3 separate regions of the Zea mays genome follow, and regions 2 and 3 are each linked to region 1. Evidence: chromatin contacts called from public Hi-C data. All regions are on one chromosome and are shown on one strand. The core of a region is the stretch at or near the end of the contact, and the rest is flanking DNA. Distances in the headings are between cores, read along the strand shown.

The links. A called contact is a pair of places that touch in the nucleus more often than the background predicts.
Region 2: a contact with region 1 is called in a Hi-C map of ear, with 2.3 times the contacts expected there. The contact joins the promoter of LOC103632144 here to the promoter of LOC100193992 in region 1. A contact is called at or near these places in 6 of 25 Hi-C or Micro-C datasets (ear, endosperm, leaf and 1 more) and 1 of 3 datasets of contacts at active chromatin or transcription factors (leaf).
Region 3: a contact with region 1 is called in a Hi-C map of leaf, with 6 times the contacts expected there. The contact joins the enhancer-like site here to the promoter of LOC100193992 in region 1. A contact is called at or near these places in 3 of 25 Hi-C or Micro-C datasets (ear, leaf and tassel).

Annotation. Positions count from the first base shown.
Region 1 is chr7:23,030,264-23,034,767 of Zm-B73-REFERENCE-NAM-5.0, forward strand. It overlaps LOC100193992, which reads left to right and starts at 1,612. Exons shown (of 5, transcript NM_001139057.2): 1 at 1,612-1,875; 2 at 2,381-2,511. The coding sequence starts at 1,839.
Region 2 is chr7:22,879,117-22,883,448 of Zm-B73-REFERENCE-NAM-5.0, forward strand. LOC103632144 reads right to left here and starts at 1,335. Exons shown (of 2, transcript XM_008653978.3): 1 at 1-1,335. The coding sequence starts at 1,325. It overlaps LOC100271892 (sister of indeterminate spikelet 1), which reads left to right. Exons shown (of 10, transcript NM_001146067.1): 5 at 1,462-1,607; 6 at 2,051-2,095; 7 at 2,199-2,308; 8 at 2,392-2,531; 9 at 2,720-2,824; 10 at 3,788-4,332. The coding sequence ends at 4,039.
Region 3 is chr7:22,836,065-22,840,733 of Zm-B73-REFERENCE-NAM-5.0, forward strand. No RefSeq gene overlaps it. Among protein-coding and RNA genes, the nearest start is that of LOC100271892, 34 kb to the right of the region's middle. Within about 2 kb of position 2,042, at least 18 of the 20 cell types and tissues checked have an H3K27ac peak or open chromatin away from gene starts, as enhancers often do. A contact at or near this core is called in ear, leaf and tassel, where this site is marked.

The sequences.
Region 1 (4,504 bases), core at 362-2,861:
GGGGGAGGGGTGAAGGAGAAGACAATTATCAGCGTTGTTGCGCCAGTTCGCAGCTTTAGTGCGCTCAGGCCCACCGGCGGGTTACCTCGCGCCATGGTGGCCCTCGACGACGACGCTTGGATGCTCCGCATCTCCGCTCCTGCGCTAGGGGATGACGAATCCCTCCTGGGCTCCCTCAACATCGCACATAGTATAAAAATTAAAGATGCTAACTCTATTAAGCAATATCGCTCGATATGTCTCCTTAACGTCGATTTCAAAATCTTCACCAAAGTCCTCTCTAATAGGCTTTCCCAGGTAGCCAAGGTGGTCGTTGGGGGCAATCAGACGAGCTTCATAAAATACAGGAATATACTGGAAGGAGTGGTGATATTGCACGAGGTCATTCACGATTTGAAATAAAAAAAGAGAGGTCTGATTTTAAAAATTGATTTTGAAAAAAATCTATGACAAGGTCATATGGGAGTTTTTAGCTGAGGTTTTAAAATCTAAGAAGTTCCCTGACAAATGGATCAATATGGTTATGAGAACAGTGGAGAATGGGAAAGTGTGTGTTAACATGAATGGGGAGAAGAGTAAATATTTCAAGACTTTTAGGGGCCTTAGGCAGGACGACCCGCTATCTCCTCAGCTCTTTAATTTGGTGGCTGACGCCCTTAAGTGTGCTTTTCTGGATGCACGGGTTTCCAAAGGCCACATCTCTGGAGGTTTTAGATGATGTTCTACCGGGTGGTATCTCGTATATTCAATACGCAGATGATACATTAATTATGATTGACAGATCAGAAAAATCAATTTTAAATTTGAAATTAATTCTATACTTCTTTGAATGGTTATCAAGGCTATTTTTTCATAAAAGCGATGTTACGTGTTTGGAGCGGATCACCAAGAGGTTGAAGAGATGGCCAATATGCTTAATTGTTCCTTGGGAACCTTTCCTACGAAATATCTAGGCATCCCTATCTCTGACCACACCATTAACTCGGTAGTTTCAGATCCTATTTTGGTGAAAATGAGTAAAAGGTTGGACCCATGGAAGGGCAAGTACCTCTCTGCTGATGGGAGAATGATTCTAACTAACTCATGTCTTAGTAGTCTACCTATGTATTCTATGGGTTTTTATCTTTTTCTTAAATAGTTTCATCATAAAATGAATTCGATTAGATCTAATTTCTTTAGCAAGGAGCTGAAAAAGAAAAATCCCACATGGCCAAATGGGGGATGATGACTAGTCCGAAAGACCAAGGGAGTCTAGGCATTCTAGAGAGCATAATGATGAATGAATGTTTGTTAGTAAAATGAATTAGGAACATTTCTTAGGGGTTCGAGAATACTTGGTTCAAACTTATCAAAGCGAAATATATGATCAAAGGAAACTTTTTTCTGTCAACTGTTAGAGGAGCGTCTCAATTTTGGAGAGGGTTGCACAAAATTAAACACTTTCAAATGCGCGTATGGAACCGTTTGGCCCATAGCCAAGCTTTTTTCTGCAAACAATTAAATTGGGCTAGCTCGCTGCATAGTTCGCGGCCCATCGAAATAACCTCTCTCTCTAAAGCCCTCCAGAAGCCCAGAAGCATATATTTTCCTTTTCCGTTGCATCCTCTTTTTGATATTTTTTCCTTTTCAGTTTGGCATCAGAATCAGAAGAACTCCAACTTGCGTCGGCAACCGCGAAAAGCGGAGGGAGGGGGAAGGGACGTGGGACCGATCCAATCATCAATCCACTAGCTTCACTGGGAAACGAAGAAAGAACATAGGACTGATCCGGTCGGTGGGACTTCCTCTCGAATCGCCCCGATCGAGACCCTAGTTGCCCCACGAACCGAGGATCCAAGATGAGTTTCCTGTTCGGGAAGCGGAAGACGCCCGCCGGTAAGACCTTCCTTCCAATCCTGAAAGAATCACTGTGAAATTTGGTCCGATTGCTTCGTCTAGCTGCGTAGTTTGTTTTGTCTATGATGGATGATGATGAGGTATTCCTTAAAGATTAGACACTGACGATGTCTTGTGCTGGGCGAAACCATGGCCGAGCATGGAAGGATTTATTGGCACACTTTGAGCGGGGCGTGTAATCGGGGAGTTGTGCGAGCTCGGGATTACGACGTAGGGGCTTCCGCAAGACTTGTAATATTGTGGAATTGGGCCGGCAGCTACTGTGCTTTATTAGTTATAGATCTGTTCAAGCTTTCCTCCTCTTTGGATTATTGAATAAAATTAGCTTGTACTATACAGAAGTGGCTTTGAGGAATAATAAGTTCGATCTTTTATGATTTCCTTCGAGGAAAACATCTCTTATATCTTCATTCAATGAAGATAGCCTTACATTTCCTACCTTATGACATATGGTTTTGCTACTTATGACTATTTCTTTCATCAGAGCTGTTAAGAGAAAACAAGAGAATGCTGGATCGATCCATCAGGGAAATTGAGCGAGAGAGGCAAGGATTGCAGGCCCAGGAGAAAAAGCTCATCACTGAGATCAAGAAAACAGCTAAAGAAGGCCAGATGGTATGAACTCTGGTATCTTTTGGAACTTGGAACTCATGTTTTGATTTTGTTCCTGTTATTTTAGACCGCTTCATATTGGAATTCGTGAAAGTCTTTTTTATAGAAGAATTCCTTTTGGAGAATAGCTTATATTTCAATTAACCTTCAACCATGATCAGGGACAAAGCCAGAAATTACTGATAGGTGGGGCCAAGGGCTAAAATATTTTTATTAGGGGGGATAACTCGATATTTTTGCCGAATTAAATACCATGAGTAAGAGAAATTCATTTAGCAGAGAAGGTGTGTTATGGCAAGTAGAGTGCCAGACAGATTATATTAGTTTGGTTTGTTAGGAAAGAGAGATTAGGAAATAGAATTATTTGCTAGGAAAGAATAGTCCAAATTGATGAGGACTCGTTTAGGAAATAGAATTGTTTGTTAGGGAAGAAGAGTTCAAATCGATAAGGATTCCTCCTTGTTTATAAAATTAAATTATTTGTTAGGAAAGGAGAGTCCAAATTAATAAGGACTCTTCTTCTAGTACGCTTGGGAAAACAAGTCCTCTAGAGACTAAATATAGAGGTCATGTAACTAGATGAGGCAAGCAAGATTTAAGAAGGGGCATCTGTTTCGGCCTCCGAGCACCTTCTGTGCTAGCCCCGAGGCCACTCCTACGCTGGCCCTTAGTGCACCTCCTATGTCAGCCCCTAGGCCAACTCTTTCGACCTCAGGACGCCCGATGCCTTGACATTGGGGACTTCCTATCAACGAGGGAGAAGGCATGTGATTCTTTATAGGCGCGCATGGCGCATCGTCGTTGGTCGTTGTAGCTACCATTCCTAGGTCTCGACACCCGCCATACTACTCCAGGGGATTCAGGTGGTTGTACACATGCAACATGTCCGGAGAGTGTCCTAAGGCCCGCGTCTCCAAGGGAACATCGACATCTGCAACCATGGCCACCAGCACAGCTCGAGGTTACGCTATCGTAGAAGGGTGGATTAGTGTTATGATAGCGCTGGACAAATTATATATGTTTAGTTTATTAGAAAAGAGAGATTAGGAAATAGAATTATTTGTTAGGAAAGGAGAGTCCAAATCGATAAGGACTCCTTGTTTAGGAAATATAATTATTTGTTTGGAAAGAAGAGTCCAAATCGATAAGGACTTATCCTTGTTTAGGAAATATAATTATTTATTAGGAAAGGAGAGTCCAAATCGATAGGGACTTTTCTAGTTCGCTTCGGAAAACAAGTCCTCTAGAGACTATAAGGCCTCCTTTGGAACAAAGGAAAAGTAAAGGAATTTTGAAAGATTGAAATCCTATAGGAAAGTTTCCTATGTGGCCCTTTGAAACAAGGGATTGAGTTCCTACAAATCCTATAAAATTCCTAAGGAATGAGCAATTATAGTGAGATTTTGGAGGATTTCTAACATGAGGTCCAACCTCTTGGAATTTTTCCTATGGAATTACAAGTGCCATGCAACTCCATTTCTACATTTTTCCTATCCCTATGTTTTACCAATTCTGCATTCCGAAGGAGGCCTAAATATAGAGATCACAGAACCTGGTAAAGGCAAGCAAGAATTAAGAAGGACAATCCTTTTGACCTTTCCTCTTGCTCGGTCGTGGGCAAGGCCCCGATCGGCTCCCTTGCGCTACCTCAACCTTAGCCGCCACCATGTGCTTGGCCCCCTCCGCCCCTCCATCCGTCCATCCATGCACCCCTGACCGTGATGATATAATGTTGTAGAAATCTTATGTATACATCAGTTACCATGTGTGTGGGAACTTGGGACTAAAAGATATGTCCACCTATTTTCACTTTATCTGAAGACCTGTGCATTTGGTTGATAGCCACATTTTGCCACAATAAAGTCAGGGAAATTTTACTTTCGGTTTATGGTCGGTCGGTTTGTTGACAACTTCAGCGTATTACATTTTCTTAGGCCCATGTGTGCTGTGTCGCTTGTCAATTGTCATAGGTCCGATCTGTCCCCAAGCTTGCAAG
Region 2 (4,332 bases), core at 85-2,584, 150 kb before region 1:
ATGTCAGACGGGTTTCGCGCCCACGCCCACAGATTGAGCGTCGTAGCATCCTCCATTCGCAGCGACTGGGCTTCAACGTAGTCCAGCACACAGGACTTAGCCACCGCACGCTTGGCGATGCCATCGTTCCATGCGTGCAGAGGGATGCCTTCCAGGCACAGGCGCACGTGGGAGCCGAAGACGCTGTGGTCGCCGTGGACGGGGAGCTGCCACGGCCTGACGCGGATGTCGATGTTGTTGTAGGTGAAGTCGCGCTGCGCCACAGCCGTGTCCCGGTGATGCTGGTGTTCAAAGGTGACGAGGAAGTCCTCTGGATAGTGTCTCACCACCTTGATGTCTTCTTCGCGCATCCTGAACCTAGAGCAGAAAGCCCTTCTTACTGTGTTGGTGCTTGTCGCCGGTCGAACGCCGCCGAGCCAGGCCCATGCCGCGTGGGTGCTCAACCGCGCCAGCTCGCTGTCCATGTCCCGAGAGGACGCGGCAACAGCGAAAGTCTCCTGCGGGCGCTCCATGGGGTTGCCAGGCTTCACCATGTTGACTTGGCGCAGAGGAGGGAAGTTGACGTTGTCGAAGCAGGGAGGTGGTGGGAAGGCAGAGGGGGTAGAAGCAGCAGCACTAATCTTCTTGGGACATTGCCAGGCTCTGTGTCCAGGGCCGCCGCAGTTGAAGCATTTCAACGGATCCCTGCAATCAATGGCGTAGTGCCCTCTGGCCAGACATCGGAAGCATTTACCTCTCAGGCTTACCTTAAGATTTTTGTTGTCCAGATGGCGGAACCTTGAATGCTCGGTTGTTGGCTTCAATGAAGTCGCAGGCGAATTGAATCTCTTGCGGAGTCGCCGATGGACCGTTGTCCAGCCAGGCAAATCTTCAGCGCCGGATTCCGCGGATTTGCTGCGTTGAGGAGTGATGGGACGCAGGCCTGGGTATTGAAGTCGGTGGGTAGCAGTCCCATCCCGGCCGTGCGGAGTGATTTTCGTTGGAGCAGCAGACGCGTCAAAGCAGGAACGATGAGATTGGTCGGCGGACAGAGCTGATTCGGCGAACCTAACTCTCCTGGTGCAGGCGGCCTTAGCTGTCGACGAACCGGCGGCAGGCTTGAGGCAGGACCGCGTCGAAGAAGAAGTCCCGGAGTCAGATCTGGGAATGCGGGCGTCCGCGTCGAATGCTGGAATCTCCACCGAGGCAGGGTGGCTCTGGAGGATGGAGGCCTGATCAATGGGGTGATGGAGGGGTTGGGGTTGGTTTTCCGGCGAGCAGGCGGGGGGAGCGGCAGCGGCGGCAGGTGCGGTGCTAGCCGCCGCGAGGACGGGGAGAGCGTCCATTCCCTTTTTGAAGCAGGTAATCTGTCTGTGTAAGATGTGTGATGCTGTTTTTTTTTCAGTGTTTTGTGCTTAGCTGTTCTTCACGCGGCGCATGTGTGATTGATCGACCCTGATTGGTTAGCTTGTGTGCTCCTAGATGAGGAATTGGACTAAGGAGGAGTTTGTTCACATACTCCGACGTCAAAGCACTGGGTTTGCCAGGGGGAGCTCAAAGTACCGCGGTGTGACACTACACAAGTGTGGTCGGTGGGAAGCTCGGATGGGTCAGCTTCTCGGAAAGAAGTAAGTAATCTTGACACCTAGCTTTAGTCTAGTTATGGAGTAGCTCAGGCATTTTTCAATGAGGTGAACAAAAACTGTGCTCGGATGAACTGCTTGAACAGAAATTGGCAGTTAATATTGAGATGGAACATAGGTACTCCATGCTTGTAGCTTCTGTGGGGTCAAAAAAAAATGCAAAGCTGAGTGGTACAGTAATGTATTGGAAGGAGCATGTTATGCTTTCTTTAGCATTTCATCCTAACCGTTAACTCCCAAGAAATGGTTTGTTTAGCCCTGCATCCTTGTGTGAACACTAACTCTTAAGTTATCAATTAAAGGCTGCATTCTCCGATCTTGATTAGTCTGGTAATACAGTGATTGAAAACTGCAATCCACGTGCAGTATACTGGTATAGCTCTAAGTATCACTCTGTAAATTTACTAAGAGATGGTATTCATGTGCAGGTACATCTACCTTGGTCTATTTGACAGTGAAATCGAAGCAGCAAGGTTCAGTTAGCAGTATTGTGCACTTCTTTTAAATTTTTCGTATATTCATGGATGCTAACAACTTAAACTCTCACGCACTTTGATCTCTTTGTTGATTCTGTAGAGCGTATGATAGGGCAGCCATTCGCTTCAATGGACCGGATGCTGTTAGGAACTTTGATTCTGTTTCCTATGATGGAGATGTCCCACTTCCACCTGCAATTGAGAAAGATGGTACAATTGGACTATTGTACTTAGTTTTGCATGGCGTCCATTAGACGATCCTCTACAATCTCACTGGGATTAATTGTTCTTAGCAGTGGTTGATGGAGACATCCTTGATCTGAATTTGAGGATTTCACAACCTAACGTGCATGATCTCAGAAGTGATGGTACCCTGACTGGTTTTGGATTAAGTTGTAATTCTCCTGAAGCTTCAAGCTCCATTGTTTCTCAGGTAAATATAATACAACTTTATGTGTACAGCTTGAAGAGTTCTGATAGCAATTTGGCACCTTTATCACGTGATGCACGCCTAAGCCAGAAAATTCCAAGTTGGAAAGCTCAGTTTATTTGGTTCAAATTGTGCTAGGCGAGGTGGTATTGAACTCACTGGATCTTTTTTTTATTTATTTGGTGTTGTAGCCAATGGGCCCCCAGTGGCCTGTCCATCCTCACAGCAGATCGATGCGGCCCCAGCATCCACATCTGTATGCATCTCCTTGTCCAGGCTTCTTTGTGAACCTCAGGGTAACTCTTACGCTCATGTTTTTTTCGTGTTCTGTCATGGCAAAGTGTAGTTATAGTTACCACTGACTTTTGAACGCACAATTATGAAGCACTCATATAAATATTGCTAAAAGCTGTGCAGAATTTTTCTTATATCTAGTATTATGCTTTCACGTGCGACCTTTGACATTTACAACGTAGCTCAATTCGAGTATGTTGTTTCCTTGATGTTTAGTTTTTTTTTCTTCTTCTTCTTCCCCCGTGGACCGTGGTACATACATATTTCTCCATTCAAATAGTACTGTACCGTTCTTGAGGTGGAGATGGTTGGATGTATTTATACCTGTAGCTGTAGTATACTGTACTCCCCATATATAATAAAAAGTAGGTGTGAGTACTGTTGTGCTTGTGAGCTGCGATGCATGGTTCGATCCAATCAAATGAGTCTCTGTCAGCCTGCAACACTTTGCATGAGCCATAGCTATCGAACTTTTTTGCAGTAGTCCACGATGGCACGGGCATCGACATATCGAGGTGGTACTTTGTTGTTGCACCTGCAGCTTTAGCGTTGATGCTATAGGTTTACTCCTACATGAATGCTCACACCCCCTTATGTAATGTACTCCGTATAGTAATATCTGGTCGAGCCTGCTCTGCCTACATAGCTAGCCGCCGCTGCCCCGCTTCGCAGGAAGAACAATCGAAATCATATAACTAAACATTAAGGGCGTGTTTTGGATCATTTGGACGAGAGTTTTAGTCGGTCGCATCAGATGCTTGGATGTCAATTAGAAAGCCTAAACTTTATTCAGCTAGTTGTTAAATTAACTGCATAATCTGTGGCTAATTCGCGAGATGGGATTTATTAGGCTTAATTAATCCATGGTACCTAATGGCTGAGAATGAGATGCTTAGGTGTGTACTACGAGTCAAGATTGACTACTGACGCATCTCTCGTCCTATGTATGGCAATGGCAACTGCAGGAGGCGCCTATGCAGGAAGAGGAGAACCGGTCCGAGCCGGCGTGTCCCCAGCCGTTCCCCTCCTGGGCATGGCAAACGCAGGGCTCCCGTGCCCCAGTTCTCCCTGCCACCACTGCAGCATCATCAGGATTCTCTACCGCCGCTGCCACCGGCGTGGACGCGGCCACAGCCGGCCACAGCGTGCCGCCGCCGTCTGGTAGCCTCCGGCAGTTCTCGGGCTACCACCAGCTCCGCTTCCCCCCAACCGCCTGACGGAGACAGACCACCTCCTGTTGAGTTGGCGGCGGCGGCGGCGTCTCATAGCTGGCCGGTGGTTGGCTGGCTGCCCATGCAACGCCACGCCGGTGGGTGCGGGTCGGTATTCGGTAACAGTCGCCACTGTTGGGTATGGTTTTGTGGGACTACAGAGGATGCAGTGATCTCTCGCTGCTGCTGTGTGCTGTCTCTCTCGCTCCCTCTACCCACCCACACCTGTTTGTAATATGAATTTATCGCCCTCTCGCGCTCGTGATTCGTCCATCTTCGTTTCGTTTTGATGGCCACCG
Region 3 (4,669 bases), core at 792-3,291, 190 kb before region 1:
CTAGACCTCTCACGAACACATCGCAGCATCCTCCAAGCGCCTCATCCTGCGGTACCTGTTCTTGACCTGTGGGGGTGTGAGACAGCAAGAGTGAGCTCACATACGTTCATCGCTCAACAAGTTGTGGGGAATAATGTGTATGAACTCGCCAAAGGTGGGAGCTCATGTGAAGTGTCAGGCTTACCAAAGAGGATGGCTGAAGCTGAGCATTGCTTTTAAAGTTGGTCAAAATTTTATTAGCCATTACTAAGTATAAGTAAATACCAACCCAATTAAATAGTAGAACAGAAGTAACAACATCACCTGCGATGCAATGCATATGACAAATTGAATTTAAGTTCCATAGATTAATCATGTGAGTGTCCGAGCCGCTCATGACCGTGAGCACGGCTAGTATACCAGTTTTACACTCTGCAGAGGTTGCGCATCTTTACCCACAAGTCATGTTACCCATCTGCCAAGGGATCGCGACTTCCCATACACCTCTACCGAGGAGGCGAGGCAGGGTAACACTACGAGGCCTTTACAAAGTTCCACTAGCTTCAGAAAACCCGCTACAGTTTATAGGAAGCTCCAATGCAGGAATCCCTTGCAGGACCGCCATCGCAGCAAAATCCTCCCGAGGGCCTCCCTACACTGACCACTCCCCTACTGCCCTTGCCCCTTTCGGGTAAGGTAGTCTTCCACTAGCTTTCCTAATTAATCGGCCAAGGGCGTCCCATTAAACCCTTGTGGTAGCACTGTTTTCCCGGGTGGTTCTCCATGTTCCAATTAACATAATGATCTTATCATGAACAGTAAATAGCAACTGATAACAAAAGTATGAATAATATGTATCTCAATGCCCAAATCCACATATAGCACTAGCAAGTACTACCCAGAAAGTTTAGTGGTAAACAAGGCATAAAGATAGACAAACTAGGGTAACCTATTAGGTCCCATCAAATTAACCTATGCAGATCATTATGATTAATTAGAACATGAGTGGGTAAAAGAAGTGATCAAGGGCACAACTTGCCTGGGACTTGAGATTCCAGATACCAGGATGATCTTCAGGTGACTCGTAACCTCGCTGCTAGTCGTAGCAATACAAACAAACATGGTATGGACAAAATTAACATCACACCAAACATAAGAATAAACCGTGTAATAATAATCTACGCGCTGTTACGAGATCGTGGGATCGAGAACGACTAAATTCGGAGTCACGGTTAAGGAGTTATGGTTTTCAGAAGACCCATGCAATTTAAGCAGTTAAAACTAGACCTTATGTTATTAATAGATCATGTGAGAAAATAATCTAAATAATTAATTCAACTTTAAGTTAAATTATAATATAATTAGGGATGATATTTTAGCCAAACTATAGTTATAAACAAATTAACTTTGATTTAGAGAGGTTAATCTACTAAACATAGGCTAAACAAATATCTAATTATAAAAATTATTTTCTATGGTACAATTAATGTTTGCACTGCATAGACAATATTTTTATGAAGCTAACGCAATTTGAATGGATCAAATTGGAGTTACAGTTATTGAGTTACGAATTTCTGAAGTTATTTAGCACCTAGAATAGATTAATTCAAACGAACCATTTTAATTCAAGTTTCATGGCTAAACAAAGGTACTAGGTGATACACAATATTAATACAAAATTATTGCAACTGGAATGACTCAATTTGGAGTTAAAATGAATTAACTATGAATTTGATTATCTTTGTATTAAAAATCAATTTCTGTAATTAATTATCCATTTTCATTGTTCTCTAGACCGAGCACTAATTACAGAGGACCCCGGGGGCAGAACCAGAAGTTTTCCCCAGACTCAGACAACCTGCTGGTGGACGGCGGGTTGATTGTATAAAAGTGTAGGAGCTCTTTTGAAAAACAAACAGGGCCGAAGGGGTATGCACTATTCTGGATCGTCCCGAACTCGATCTAGGGCTAGGATTAAATTTCCATAATACTGAATCGGTATGTGCTGTCGACCCTCTGATTGGAATTCAACGCCCATGATTTTAAATGCCGCGATGCAATTCCAACCACCCGATCTCGATCCAACGGCATAGCCAACATCTAACCCAATCGGTACCATCGTTACAATCCACACGGTTCAATCTGCCATCAACGGCCAAAGGATCCATCTTCTACCCCGATGCAGACCCGAGCGGCGCGTCTTCCTCACAACACCTCCTCCCCTACCCATCGGCCATCGGTCAGGCGCTTAAGTCCCCCATGGCGGCAGCCATGGCCGGTGTTTCGGACCCAGCACAACGACGTTCCAACCGGACCAAGAACCTAAGCTACGTGACGCGGAGAACCCAGCGAACAAACAAGAGAGGACGCACCTGCGACCGGAACAATGACCGAGTCTGCCCACATCACAAGATCTTCACGCAACGGCACACCACTGCTGGCAACGACATCAAACACCCACCAGTGACACACCATGACCCGACTATGCGCACGGAACGGCAGCACAGGCGGAATTCCAAGGCGGTGGTGCTACTTTCTTTCTCTCGCTTCGATTTCTTGTTGTGGCCGAGCGCCGAGCTGATGGGACGACCGGACGAGGGCATGCTGTGCTTGTTTATATATATCCGAGCGAGAAAATCCGTTGCCGAGAAGCTCGGGCAGAGGCCGAATTGACCGATGCGACCGAGCGAGTATCGGCGGGATTTGTTTGCAATCGGTGACAGGCGCTGAGTTGGATTTGGAAGAAGACGACCCTGACGCGGCGACACAAACTCATCTCTCTGCTACCTCCCAACTCTGCACACCATGATTAATGGATTGATACAGGAGCTCGCAGCGACCTGCGCTTTATAGCCCAGCATCGACGCCGCATCCATGGCCCACCGTGCGCAGGTGCTCGTCGAGGCCAAGGGTTTGGGCGCTTCTAGGACTTCTAGCTGGCTCACGGTAGACGGAGTAGACGCGGCTTGGGTTTATATACACCCGAGAGGGGCAAATCGTAACATCCGGCCAAGGCGGTAGTCTGTTGGGAATTTTGGCGTCGAGTCTGTTACGGTATTGAACGAGCTCAGAGAATTTTCCGAATGGATAACAACGTCTAACGCAGTGCCTACCTAGCAGAGACACTGACGACGCAGCGTTCTTTTCGCGTAGAAGACGTCCGTTTTGTTAGGAAGAGGATCACGGCGTGCTGCATTTCTTTGCTAGCTTGATGTCATGCTTATGTAATGCTGATGTCATCCGCAGCAAGGGGAATAAAAAAAAGAATAAAACTATGGGCTAACGTTATGTGGAGAAGGGGAAGTGATTTCAGCCCAGACTGCACAGGAATCCTTTTCTTTTTCATTTTCCAATTTCAGCTTTAATTCCCTACTTCAAATTTTTATTCTAGGTTTTAGACTTTGATAAAATTCACAACAAACAAACAGAATACCCAGCATGAGTTGCAAGTATTCATTTTATTTTATTTATTCATTTATTTATTATCCTACATAAGAAAATGTTTTTGGATATGTAGCACAATTATTTTAAGACAAATAGTTTCTATTGTATGATTACTTATTAGAAGATGTTCTTATACATTTCAACCAAAGATAATTTATAGAAGAATCTTTTATTGAATCTTTATTATAAAACTTTTATTTTAAGAGATGTGACTTCAAAAGTTATGGGAATTAAAAAAATTCTAATTCAAGATCTTTGGAAAAATTCTACCTAATTCTCAAAACGAGATTTTGTGGTGTTACAGAAGGCTACTAGCCCGACACCGCCAGAGGACGAGATAGATCAAGAAATCAGAGACATGGAGATGCTTCATCAACAAGTGCAGAGGAAGAAAGAAAAGATGGCTAGGCTAGCTGAGTTGCAAAGGCAGATAGACGAAGCCTCTGAGGAAGTTCGTCATCTTGCTCAGGATGAGCAGCACCGAAGGCCTCAGCACCAAGACCTTCATCAGGAGGGTTTCCCCAACGAAGATGACTGGTATGATAATTTCCATCATGGGAATTTTGTTTTCGATGATGCTTCTCCTCTGTCTGCTGAGCTGCAGGCTACACCTTGGCCCTCGTCCTACAAACCGCCTCAGCTTCCCGTATTCGACGGTCATTCAGACCCGAAGCAGTTTTTGATGAGCTACGAAGCAACAGTGTCTTCGTATGGTGGCAATGCTGCAGTCATGGCCAAATCTTTTGTTATGGCTGTCAGGAGTGTTGCTCAAACCTGGTATTCCTCCCTTCGACCAGGAACGATCACTTCATGGCAGAAACTGAAGGACTTGCTGTTAACTAGCTTTCAAGGATTTCAGACGAAGCCGGTTACTGCTCAAGCTCTTTTCCAGTGCACCCAGGATCACGAATAATACCTTCAGGCGTACGTCCAGAGGTTCCTGCGTTTGAGGGCACAGGCGCCAACGGTGCCCAATGAAATTGTCATTGAGGCCATGATCAAGGGGCTTCGGCCAGGACCGTCAGCTCAGTACTTCGCTAGGAAGCCCCCTCAAACTTTGGAGAAGCTGCTCCACACCAAAGGGACTTCAGAGAGCAGTCCGAAGCTCGTACAGTCAATAGCACTGTACCAGAGTCAAAGCACATATATTGACAAATATCCTACCTAAATAGCAGTCTTTCTTATTCAGTCTTCTTTTCTGTGTAATAAAGGACATTATTTAGATTTCATGAATATAGTTTCGTTG